Regions from separate parts of the Mus musculus genome. Here region 2 is linked to region 1. Evidence: chromatin contacts called from public promoter capture Hi-C data. All regions are on one chromosome and are shown on one strand. The core of a region is the stretch at or near the end of the contact, and the rest is flanking DNA. Distances in the headings are between cores, read along the strand shown. Region 1 holds the start of 4930558K02Rik (RIKEN cDNA 4930558K02 gene). Region 2 overlaps Dnm3 (dynamin 3).

Region 1 (5,178 bases), core at 769-3,268:
TTTTTTTTTTACTGTTCCCTCCACCCGAAGGAAATTAATACAAATAGAATGCTTACTTTTAAAGTAATGGAGTGTGTTCTGCCAGCTGTGTGGCAGCTTTGCCAATAGCTTTTTATTTAATTTGTGATTTTCTATTTTAGAGATGTACTGGACAGAGTTTGGATTGAAAAGTAGCTGTTTCTTCTCGGGTGGGGGCCCTTGTGAAAATGCCTCATTTTGCTCTAAAATAGGACACTACACATCGAGAGAGTGAATTAGTCTCTAGGACTCTGTTCCGTTCACTTCACTAGGGTCCCATTTACACTTGACCTGGGGGGGGGGTCCCGGCAAAGCCATGCAGACAACCTGGGCAGGGCCTCCTCATTCTAAAGAGAAGACCCCATCATTAAAACCATCTTCTTTGGACCGCGAAAACCACTTAGATCATTTTTTTAAGAATTAAATTCTCCACTGGAAAATGTAAGCCAGATTCTCGGGTTTCAAGTTGCACACCCTGGGTTACCTGCCTTCTGCTGTATCCAAGGTTGCTTAATGAACAGGGTTACTGGCAAAGAAGTTGAAGACTGTAAACCAAGGCATTCCGCTGGCTTTCCCGTAACCCAGGGTGACTGAACTGGTGTGAAATAATATAGACACTGCTCCTTTTGCCTTTCCCTTACATCATTTGATAATTATGTGTGTGTGTATGTGTGTATGTATGTGTAGCATCTGTGTGTGAACTCTCAGAGGCCAGAGGACATCCTAATATCCCGTCCTATCACTCTCCACCTTATTCCTTTCAGTCAGAGTTTCTCACTGAACTTGGAGCTAGGCTGGTGGCCAACAAGGCTGGAGGCTCCTCCTCTCTCTGCTCTACACGGCACTGAAGTTCCACACAAGCATGTGACCATACTCGGCTCTTTACATGGGTGCTGAGATAGGACCTCATGTTCTCGTGTTCCTACAGCAAATACTGTTGGACACTGAACCATCTTTCCAGTCCCATGAATTTTACAGTATCCTTTACTAGATAAATCCTTACACCTGCAGGCACAATAAATAGTCCACGGTTAATTTATAACCCTTTGCAAAGCCAAGTGTTGCCAGTGCAAGCAAGCTTTTGCTTCTAACTTTCTTCAAGTCCTTGGTATTTTTTTCACTTTGTCCAAAATTGAAATGCACACTTACTTTTACCTGATATCTACGTAATTTGGACATTGGAATTGGAATTGGAATTGACCTAGTGAACGAGAAGAAAGTAAAATTCCAACTGTATCAAAATGAAATGGCCTGAGTCTCCTGAAGTGTGTTCTCTTATTTTATAGACAGAAGAAAAAAGCAGGGAGTCTGTGGTGGAAAGAGAAGAAGCTGGAATAAAAGCAAATGCTATGATGATACACTGGCCTGTGGTTACTGCATATGGTTTTCATTTCCTTCATAATATACTCTCCCTCAACCATCTCTAGCTTTCTGTCCTCACAGCTCCCTTCATCCTCCATGTGTGACAGAGGAGGAAAGGTATTACAGTCTTCAAGATCGACTATAATTCAGGATGGACAAAAGGACAGTCTTCAAGATCAACTATAACTCAGGATAGTCAAGAGGAGTCAGAGATTCTTTTAAAAACCACACTATTCCTTGCATAGTCATCTCATTATGTATTAGATGTTGCTGGGATTTATAATAGTATCTTAGTCAGCAGGAGCACCAGAGAAGCAATAGAATAAGAAGCAGCTTGCAAAATAACCAAATAAGCAGTTATCACATATTGTTATGATAAGAGAAAAGGTTTGGTCATCTTCCTAGGGAAAAAGTATTAATGATTCAAGTGCTGATGCAGCTAGCTGAGCTCTTGACCAGCATTAATCCATTTGTTCCAACCTTGACCTAATGTTCTAGAAGGTAGCAATTGTGACTTCGGACAAAGGAACAATGGGATGCATTCCAGCCAATCAAAACCCAAAGTTCTCATTCCTAATGCATGCTGCAAGATTCTAAGTCATTCAAGTGCCTGTTGGAGACAGGCATCCTGGTGTTGAAAGTATGGAGGGGTCTCCCACCTGCTTTGGTGCCTAACCAAGAGGTACTGTAGCAGTCTCCCCTTGACAGCACAAAGAGGTATCTGTGTTCTCCAGTTCCCAGCTCAAAAAACTGAGAACACCTGAGAGATGGAAAAAAGAGAGCTAAAGGTAGGAAAAATTAGAACTTCTAATAGCAATAGTTCTTCTGGAGTTTCACCACTAAATAAATGTATGTCAACCTCTGGAAACATATATGCAAACACAAAAAGGATTTCAGTCCAAGCTTGGGTGAACCCATTGCTCTGGGCCTGAGTTGAGGCAGGATAGCATTAAACTATGCTAAGGCTTGTTAATGTGTCTATACTGTTAATAGTATGTAGGTGTTTCATAAGATACACTTCCTCAGCTAACTCATTAATTCTTTATTCCAACTTTCATCTTCCAATGTGGAGGCCAGGAGGCAAAGAGAAGGAACAGGTAGCAGCATATGTCTTTCCATGGCATGTCCCACGATTCCCTCCCTCCTACTATTCATCGCCTTCTAATAAGGCCATCAATTATGAACCTATCAAGGATTAGCTCAAGGTCCAATTACTTCTTCAGATTCCAGCTGACATCCAGGCATGGGATCCCCACATGAGCCTGCAGGGACACTTCTTGTTCAAACCATAACAAAGACTAGGAGGAAAACACTGCTATGTGTGTACAGACTAGGACATTTTAATGAGTGTTATAGACCCCAAGGCTCACTCCTTCTTTTCATGGCCTGAAAATAATATTGTCCTTGCCAATATGTATCTTATAACTCAACAAATAAGGATGATAGAAATAAGGATGGATGCTTGCCCAACTATAAATCCAGTTTTTAGATGAACCACACAGGGAGTTAAGATTGCTAAAAAACAGAGGCTAGGAGAGATGCTGTGTAAACATGACCACCATACTTCCAGTCCTCACAACCCAGGTAAAAAAAAAAAAGGCCAGAATCCCAGCACGAAGGAACCAGCAACAGCAATACCTCTGGATCTTGCAGGCCAGCCAGGCCAGCCAACGAGTAATCTCTAGATCGGTGAGAACCCTGCTTTAAAAGAAGGTGAGAGCCAAAAAGTGGTGGTGGCACATACCTTTAATCCCAGTGCTCAGGAAGCAGAGGAGGAGAATCTCTGAGTTCCAGGCCAGCCTGGTCTACAGAAAACCAAAACCAAAAATAAAATAAAAATGTGTGAGAGAGAAAAAGACAGCCAACATTGAGCCTTGGCCTCATACACGTGCAGCACACACACACACAGATGACTGAAAAGCAAACCAATTCTGCACTCCCTGTATTTTAACTGGAGTCTCTGTGTGGGGAAACCACCATGAACTTAGACCATTGCCCCATGAAATGCACCCAGCACCGGAAGGGCACAACCAGCTGCCTTCACACCATCCAATACACCTGCTGTTCTCACAGATGCTGAAGCCTAACACTGGAAGCCTCTGTTATGTTTCAATATCATCAATACCTTAAGATCAAACAAAAGCTAAGGCAATCAACAGGTGGCCGGCTACTGTTGGGGTAAAACCCCGCGCTGCCACTTCCATACTGTTTTTAATCAGGTTTCAGGGTACTTTAGAACAGATGCAGTTTTCAGACTCCAATAGCAACTTCAATGAAACTCATGCCTGTCAGCCATGAACAAATGCAAGGAAGTCATCATTGAGCCTTTGAAATGTGAAAGACAGACACCAAGAAGACGCCGAGGAGGGTCTGCCCCCGCACGTTTTTTTAAAAGTACCATTTTGAACTGCTGTACACTGCTGAAAGCTAATCTTTCAGGCTCTCGGGCTCAGTATTTTCTCCTGCCTGAACACCGTAGAAAGCAAGAGAGAGCAAGTTCGAGCCAAGAGACAGTTTCTTCGGTCTGCCTTTTTTTTTTTTTTTTTCTCTTTTAAACATAAAAAGAGTATTTTCAGCTATGTACACAAAGGCTGCCTGAAGCCTCAAGGATCTGTTTATTTGGTAATTTTAAAAAGAGTGGGAGGCCCACAGAGTTCTCACTCACCAGTCCAAATGTAACTTGGGCCCAGCACGAGGCCACAGGCCATCCCAGGGTGGCGAGCAGTTAGCCAGCAAGCTTGGGAAAGCAGAAACAGCTTTTAAGTGGCCCCAAGAGACTATGTCTTTTTCAGCACTGGGGAAATCAGGACTAGTATGGACAAAGAAAACCTCGGGGCAGAAAACCCCAGGCTGCTCCTGGATGCTCCGTGAAGCAAGGTGCCCACTGCTTTTCTAAGGCCCATCCTTTCTTACCTCTCCATGGGGAGGGAGGGGGGGAGAGGTTGGGAGTTGGGGGAGAAAGAGCCGAGCCAGGCCTGGGAAGGGCGCTGTGCACATGCTAGGCAGTTGGGAAACCGCTGCTTCGTGGCTTTAACTTTCGGCAATCCTCGGTTCACACACAAATACACGTGGGAGGAAAGAGGCGCTCTCATTTGATTGGTAACTGCTGCCGTTTCCCAAAGGAAACCAACATTGATGACACCTGAGATTTGAGGACCGAAAAAGAAGCCAAAAACCCTGGCCCGGCCTAAACATATCCCAGCAGACCTTCTTCTGCGGGTTCCAATGTGCCACTCCCTGCCCGCCCAGCTTGCCTACGCCCTCCCTATGGTAGAAGGAATGTGTTTCCCAGTCAGTCTTTAGCCCTTGAAGCAACTCAGCTGTCAGAAAGGCAGAGCGTTGGCCGAACCTGTCAACCCTGCCACAGAAAATTGCCTGCCTCCATTCTGCTCCTCTGTCTACTAAACTGTAAGCTGGAAACAACCTCCCTGACAGGGCTGCTATGAGAATAAAATAATGTATACTCCTGCTGATGCAAGCATCATGACTGGAACACACAACACACCGTGTGCCTCTAAGATGTGGATATTGTTCTCAATCAAGCCCCCGTTTACTATTTGCTTCCTGCATTTACGGAGACCTCAGATGTACTTGATTCACAAGTCAGGAAGCATTTCAACCCACAAATACTATTGCAAAAAGGAATAACTGTAACTTCCACAAGAGGGCACTGTGCCCCAAGCCTACTTGAAGGATTTGAAATACTCATAACTGTGTGACTGATGCCCTCTGCTGACCTGTTTACTTTTCTTGTCCTTGGGCCTTTCTTTGGCTTGGAAGGTGTAAATGATGTCTTCA
Region 2 (5,178 bases), core at 1,804-4,303, 260 kb before region 1:
CTATAGTTTTATACAAGACACCCTATAACAGAAAGCTATTGGACCTTATGCTGTAGATGTATGTATTAGTCAGGATTCTCTAGAGTCATAGAATTTATGGATAGTCTCTGTATAGTAAAGGAATTTATTGATTACAGTCTGCAGTCAAATTCCCAACAATGGTTCAGTAGTAGCTGTGAATGGAAGTCCAAGGATCTAGCAGTTACTCAGTCCCACACAACAAGCAGGTGAAGGAGCAAGAGCGAGACTCTCTTCTTCCAATGTCCTTATATGGTCTCCAGCAGAAGGTGTAACCCAGATTAAAGGTGTGTTCCATCATCCTGAGTGAGATAACACATTCACAAAGGAACTCACACAATATGTACTCACTGATAAGTGGATATTAGCCCCAAACCTAGGATACCCAAGATATAAGATACAATTTCCTAAACACATGAAACTCAAGAAAAATGAAGACTGAAGTGTGGACACTATGCCCCTCCTTAGAAGTGGGAACAAAACACCCTTGGAAGGAGTTACAGAGACAAAGTTTGGAGCTGAGATGAAAGGATGGACCATGTAGAGACTGCCTTATCCAGGGATACACCCCATAATCAGCATCCAAACGCTGACACCATTGCATACACTAGCAAGATTTTATTGAAAGGACCCAGATGTAGCTGTCTCTTGTGAGACTATGCCGGGGCCTAGCAAACACAGAAGTGGATGCCCACAGTCAGCTAATGGATGGATCACAGGGCTCCCAATGGAGGAGCTAGAGAAAGTAGCCAAGGAGCTAAAGGGATCTGCAACCCTATAGGTGGATCAACATTATGAACTAACCAGTACCCCGGAGCTCTTGACTCTAGCTGCATATGTATCAAAAGATGGCCTAGTCGGCCATCACTGGAAAGAGAGGCCCATTGGACACACAAACTTTATATGCCCCAGAACAGGGGAACGCCAGGGCCAAAAAGGGGGAGTGGGCGGGTAGGGGAGTGGGGGTGGGTGGGCATGGGGGACTTTTGGTATAGCATTGGAAATGTAAATGAGCTAAATACCTAATAAAAAAATGGAAAGAAAAAAAAAAGAACCATATTTAAAACAGTAAAAAAAAAAAAAAAAAAAAAAAGGTGTGTTCCACCACACCTTTAATCCCAGATGACCTTGAACTTGGAGTTCTCCCTGTCTTAATCATCTGGAGTCCGTAGCCACTAGGCTTCAAGATCTCCATACCAAGATCCAGGTCAGAAACTTCTATCTCCCAGCCTCCAGATTAGGGTCACTGGTGAGTGAGCCTTCCAATTCTGGATTGTAGTTCATTTCCAATATAGTCAAGTTGACAACCAGGAATAGCCACTACAATGTTTTAACAACCTACACTGACACAATTCATAGATCATTTAATCCCTAAAACATGAGAAATTAAGATCGCTAATCTTAAATTGGAAGAAATGAAAAATCGAAATTCCACACTAGATTAACTGATATATTTCCCTTGGAGTACCAGTGTCCTCGATGGGACATTATCATCATTCATCATCATGAATGCATGGTATGTAGGCAGGTATGGCTGCTAGTATTCATCTGATACCTGGATTCCCTGAAAATTCCTAAGAGATCTGTGCTCTTCCGAGGTACTGTAGGATACATAGGTTTCTGTAGCTGTCCTAGCAGCCCTCGCTTGCCCTTAGGCTTTGTTGGCAATTTCACATTCCTTAATATTAATCAATTAATGTCTGAGTTCCACCTGACTGTCTGACAACTCATCTTGTTCCTTGCCTGTAGGGACCACCATTTCCAGGAACTTCTTTTAAAACCCATGATGTGGTCAAAACAGGTTGTATCAAACTCTACAAGAATTAATTTGAAAAGGGGGAGGGGAGGGGAAGGGGAGGGGAGAGAGAGAGGATATTGGGATGAAACTGACTTACTATATGTAACTGCAGAAGTATGGGCAAAAGTCAGCTCTATTGCTTACCCCTCTGTCTGCCTGCTCCATCAGGGCACAGAAACATTAGCACGTGTGGCATGGTCAACATGTTAGCAGAACACATGGTTCTTCCGCTGAATGCTTTTATATCAGTCCTAATGTGTCCTTGCTGCCACTAGAGACACTAAGTCCTGTCTCAGAATCTCTTCCCTCTGTGCAGAAATTAAAGGATAGAGGGCAGACACAGCAGGGGCTGCCAGTACCCTTGGCTCCTGTGACCCTTTGCCCATGATTGCCCGGGCTGATGCCTACTAGATTAGATATCATCTCTTTGACAGCTTCTGTGTTACCCAAAGCAGTGGAAATGTTTTCTTTTCATTTGACTTTCTCTCACAGTGACACTGGACTTTTTGATACCTTCAGCAAAGCATTCTCTTCCAGCCGGCTTTGGCGTGTGCAGTATTCTCTGTTTTCCCTCACCCTCCCAGCCTCCCCTCCCTCACACATTCCTCTTCTTTAACCAGCATACTTCCTGTCCCAAAGGCTCAGACCAGGGCCATCCTCTGGTCCAGACTCCTGTTTTACTTTCCCCACCCTCCCCTGACACCTACAGTTTATTCACATCAACAAACCAATGGCACACAAGTCTGGAGCCCTCCTCTGGTCCATGTTACAGCCATTCTGTACTACACATTCCTACTGGGACATGTCAAGACAGAACTCTTGACTCATCCCTTCTCCAAATACACTCCTCTCCCTCTGTGGATGTGCCTCCCGGGTCTGCTCAGTTTCACAGACTGAACCTCTGGGAGCCATCCCTGACACCTCACCCTCTCTCATCCTGCCTATCTAATTCATCATTGCCATACTGATTTTTCTCCCCAAACATTCCTCTGATCTGTCTACATCCCCATATGTCTAATTCCCAATGTGCCTGTCAAAGTTATCACCCTCTGTTGCTCTGGGCTCTGCAGCACTCAGTTCTCTCTGTCTCCTGCTCTCCTTGCTCCTTTTCTGTAATCTCTTCACCAAACTGGAGCTGAAAGGGGAGCTTTTATGTGAAGTAAATCTTACATGACTGCTTTCCTTTAAAAGCACCTCAAAGGATACAAACCACATGTTTTTCACATGAGTCGCAGAGTCAAGCGTAGCCAGCTCACTCTGCTGGCTCATCATACACACGACCCCTTCTTGCTTGATGGCCACACTGTGTGCCATCCCAAACCCCATGTTCTCTTAACTCCCCTCAGATTTTAGCGAATGTTCTAAAAGCCTCACGAGTACTTTCTCTAATGATCCACATGATCACCATTCGTTTAAAGGACCTTCAGCAGTTGTGAGTTTAATGTACATTCATGCATGCTTGCTGTCTGTTCCCTCGTTTATCTGAAAGTGCCTCATTAAGGCCAAGAATTGGGCCAGTTTTTCTATTTCATTATTATTATTTCAGCTTATTCTTGAGTTTGCCATGTTCATGCTAACACATATAAGGTGCTAACTGGTTGACTATTAACTAATTTCCTCTCTGCTAAGTTAATTTTTCTTTTCTTTTCTTCTGGACTTTTTTTAGTAAAATGACCACACTTCATTCAGGCCCTGCCAATTTTGAGCATCCTTGCTCCTCTGTGCATATGTGGCTTTGTCTTCAAATGTAGAGAAATAGATGCTAGGCGTGGTTCCCACTCTGTTTTGTGTCACGTGGAATCTCTTCCACATTGAGGGCCCAACAACTTCAAAGGGAGCTCGGCACATGGAGAAGATACTTGGGGGAGGAAAACACATGAAGGAAAGTGGAGCCGTGATTTTCATCACAGTCAATGGCCCGGATCTCAGAGAGGGTGAGCTGGGTAAAATATGAGAGGAAGCAGCTTCGAACAGCAGTGCCTGGGGCAGAAGTGATGCCAAAATGAGCTCCCCAGACTAGCAAGAAAGGAAGACTCTCCAGCTGCAACTATGAATCTAGATAATGCAAAAGCTGAGTGAGCCTATGAGGTTGAAAAATAATACCTCCTGACCCGGGAAAATCCGCAGGAGTGTCAGATACCTCCACAGGGCAGAGTGGACCGGTGGGTTGGAGATGAGGGCATTCCAGAAAACAAAAATGGGGAGGGTTGCTTCCCTCAGCAGGTGAGATTATCCTGTGGAATAGCCACTTGGGTTTCTGCCTGAAGGTGAGCTTCATTTACCTATTTACAATGGAAATTTACATCCCTGCAGTGAAGTAGAGGTCAGTAAGGTTTTGCGTGTTTTAAGTGTTATCCTGCTGGCAGCTGGGGGTGTTCACATGAAAAGGCGAGCTGACAAGCTTGCAATTGGTTCCTTCTCCCCAGCCAGCTTTGACTGCATTGGATTAGTATGTTTACAGTCAATCAAGTTAGATCTGTACCTAACACAGTCAAGCTGCCTTCATCCTGGGACTTACCCAGTGATGAACCCCGGGGACCCTTTCTTTTTATGTTGTGCGATTGGGTTTATTTCTACCGTCAGGTTATTTTTAATCCTGCATCATTTTTTTTGACATACTTTGTTCATTGCATCCTAAAAAGGACTTCAAGACAAGCCCTGCACTAAACAAGCAATAACAGATGTCAGCTTAGATTTTAATATTATTCATATTATTGGAAAGTAGATGGGGAGACGTAGGGAAACTGAAGAACAAAGAAAAACAATTTTATATCTGATCACCAGTTTATAATTACAATACAATTGCTTCTTTCTATTCTTTCCATTAACGAAGGCAACGGAAGCAACTTCATACATACAGCGTATATTGTTAGTAGGTGGTTATCTAACTCCTTATCACACACTGACTCACATGAGTCTCACAACAGCTGTATGCTGTAGGTATTATTATTCCAGGTTATATACAAGGTAAACACAGGTCAAGGAAACCCAGTGCCACCCAGGTAGCAATGATGGAAATAGATGCTTTCCCTGACAGCTCCGTGTGCTTTTGATGACTGTTTGTTGCTACTGTTGTTAAAAATCCATACTGTAGCCAACATCTTCATCTATGCTGTGGCTCCGAGGCTGAACTAGCTGGGAGAGTATATTTCAGTGACATGTTAAAAATATATCTTTCCAAGTAGAACAAAATGGCACACATCGTACAGGCCCTGCAAGGGAGGTCTGCTGGTTAGTAGCTGGTTAGTAGTTGGTTAGTAGCATGGGCATGGCCATCAGGAAGGAACCAGAACTCTGTCTCTTCCTCTGCCGCATAAGGAGCATATTACCTTTCTTCTAAGATCATTGTGTGGAATAAAGGA

The links. Promoter capture Hi-C pulls out the DNA fragments that hold promoters and counts their contacts.
Region 2: a promoter capture Hi-C map of cranial neural crest shows a contact between it and region 1. The contact joins the enhancer-like site here to the promoter of 4930558K02Rik in region 1. A contact is called at or near these places in 9 of 39 promoter capture datasets (the C10 cell line, the HPC-7 cell line, cranial neural crest and 5 more), 1 of 15 datasets of contacts at CTCF or cohesin (the NIH/3T3 cell line), 2 of 484 Hi-C or Micro-C datasets (the F1.1 cell line and palatal mesenchyme), 5 of 115 datasets of contacts at active chromatin or transcription factors (craniofacial prominence, embryonic limb bud, fibro-adipogenic progenitors and 2 more) and 3 of 9 other capture datasets (adipose tissue, macrophages and pancreatic islet).

What each region holds. Positions count from the first base shown.
Region 1 is chr1:161,976,476-161,981,653 of GRCm38.p6, reverse strand. It overlaps 4930558K02Rik (RIKEN cDNA 4930558K02 gene), which reads left to right and starts at 2,018. Exons shown (of 7, transcript NM_001204904.1): 1 at 2,018-2,168. The coding sequence starts at 2,148.
Region 2 is chr1:162,241,051-162,246,228 of GRCm38.p6, reverse strand. All of the region lies in intron 13 of Dnm3 (dynamin 3), which reads left to right. Among named protein-coding and RNA genes, the nearest start is that of Mir214, 20 kb to the right of the region's middle. Within about 2 kb of position 3,053, at least 62 of the 459 cell types and tissues checked have an H3K27ac peak or open chromatin away from gene starts, as enhancers often do. A contact at or near this core is called in the NIH/3T3 cell line and palatal mesenchyme, where this site is marked.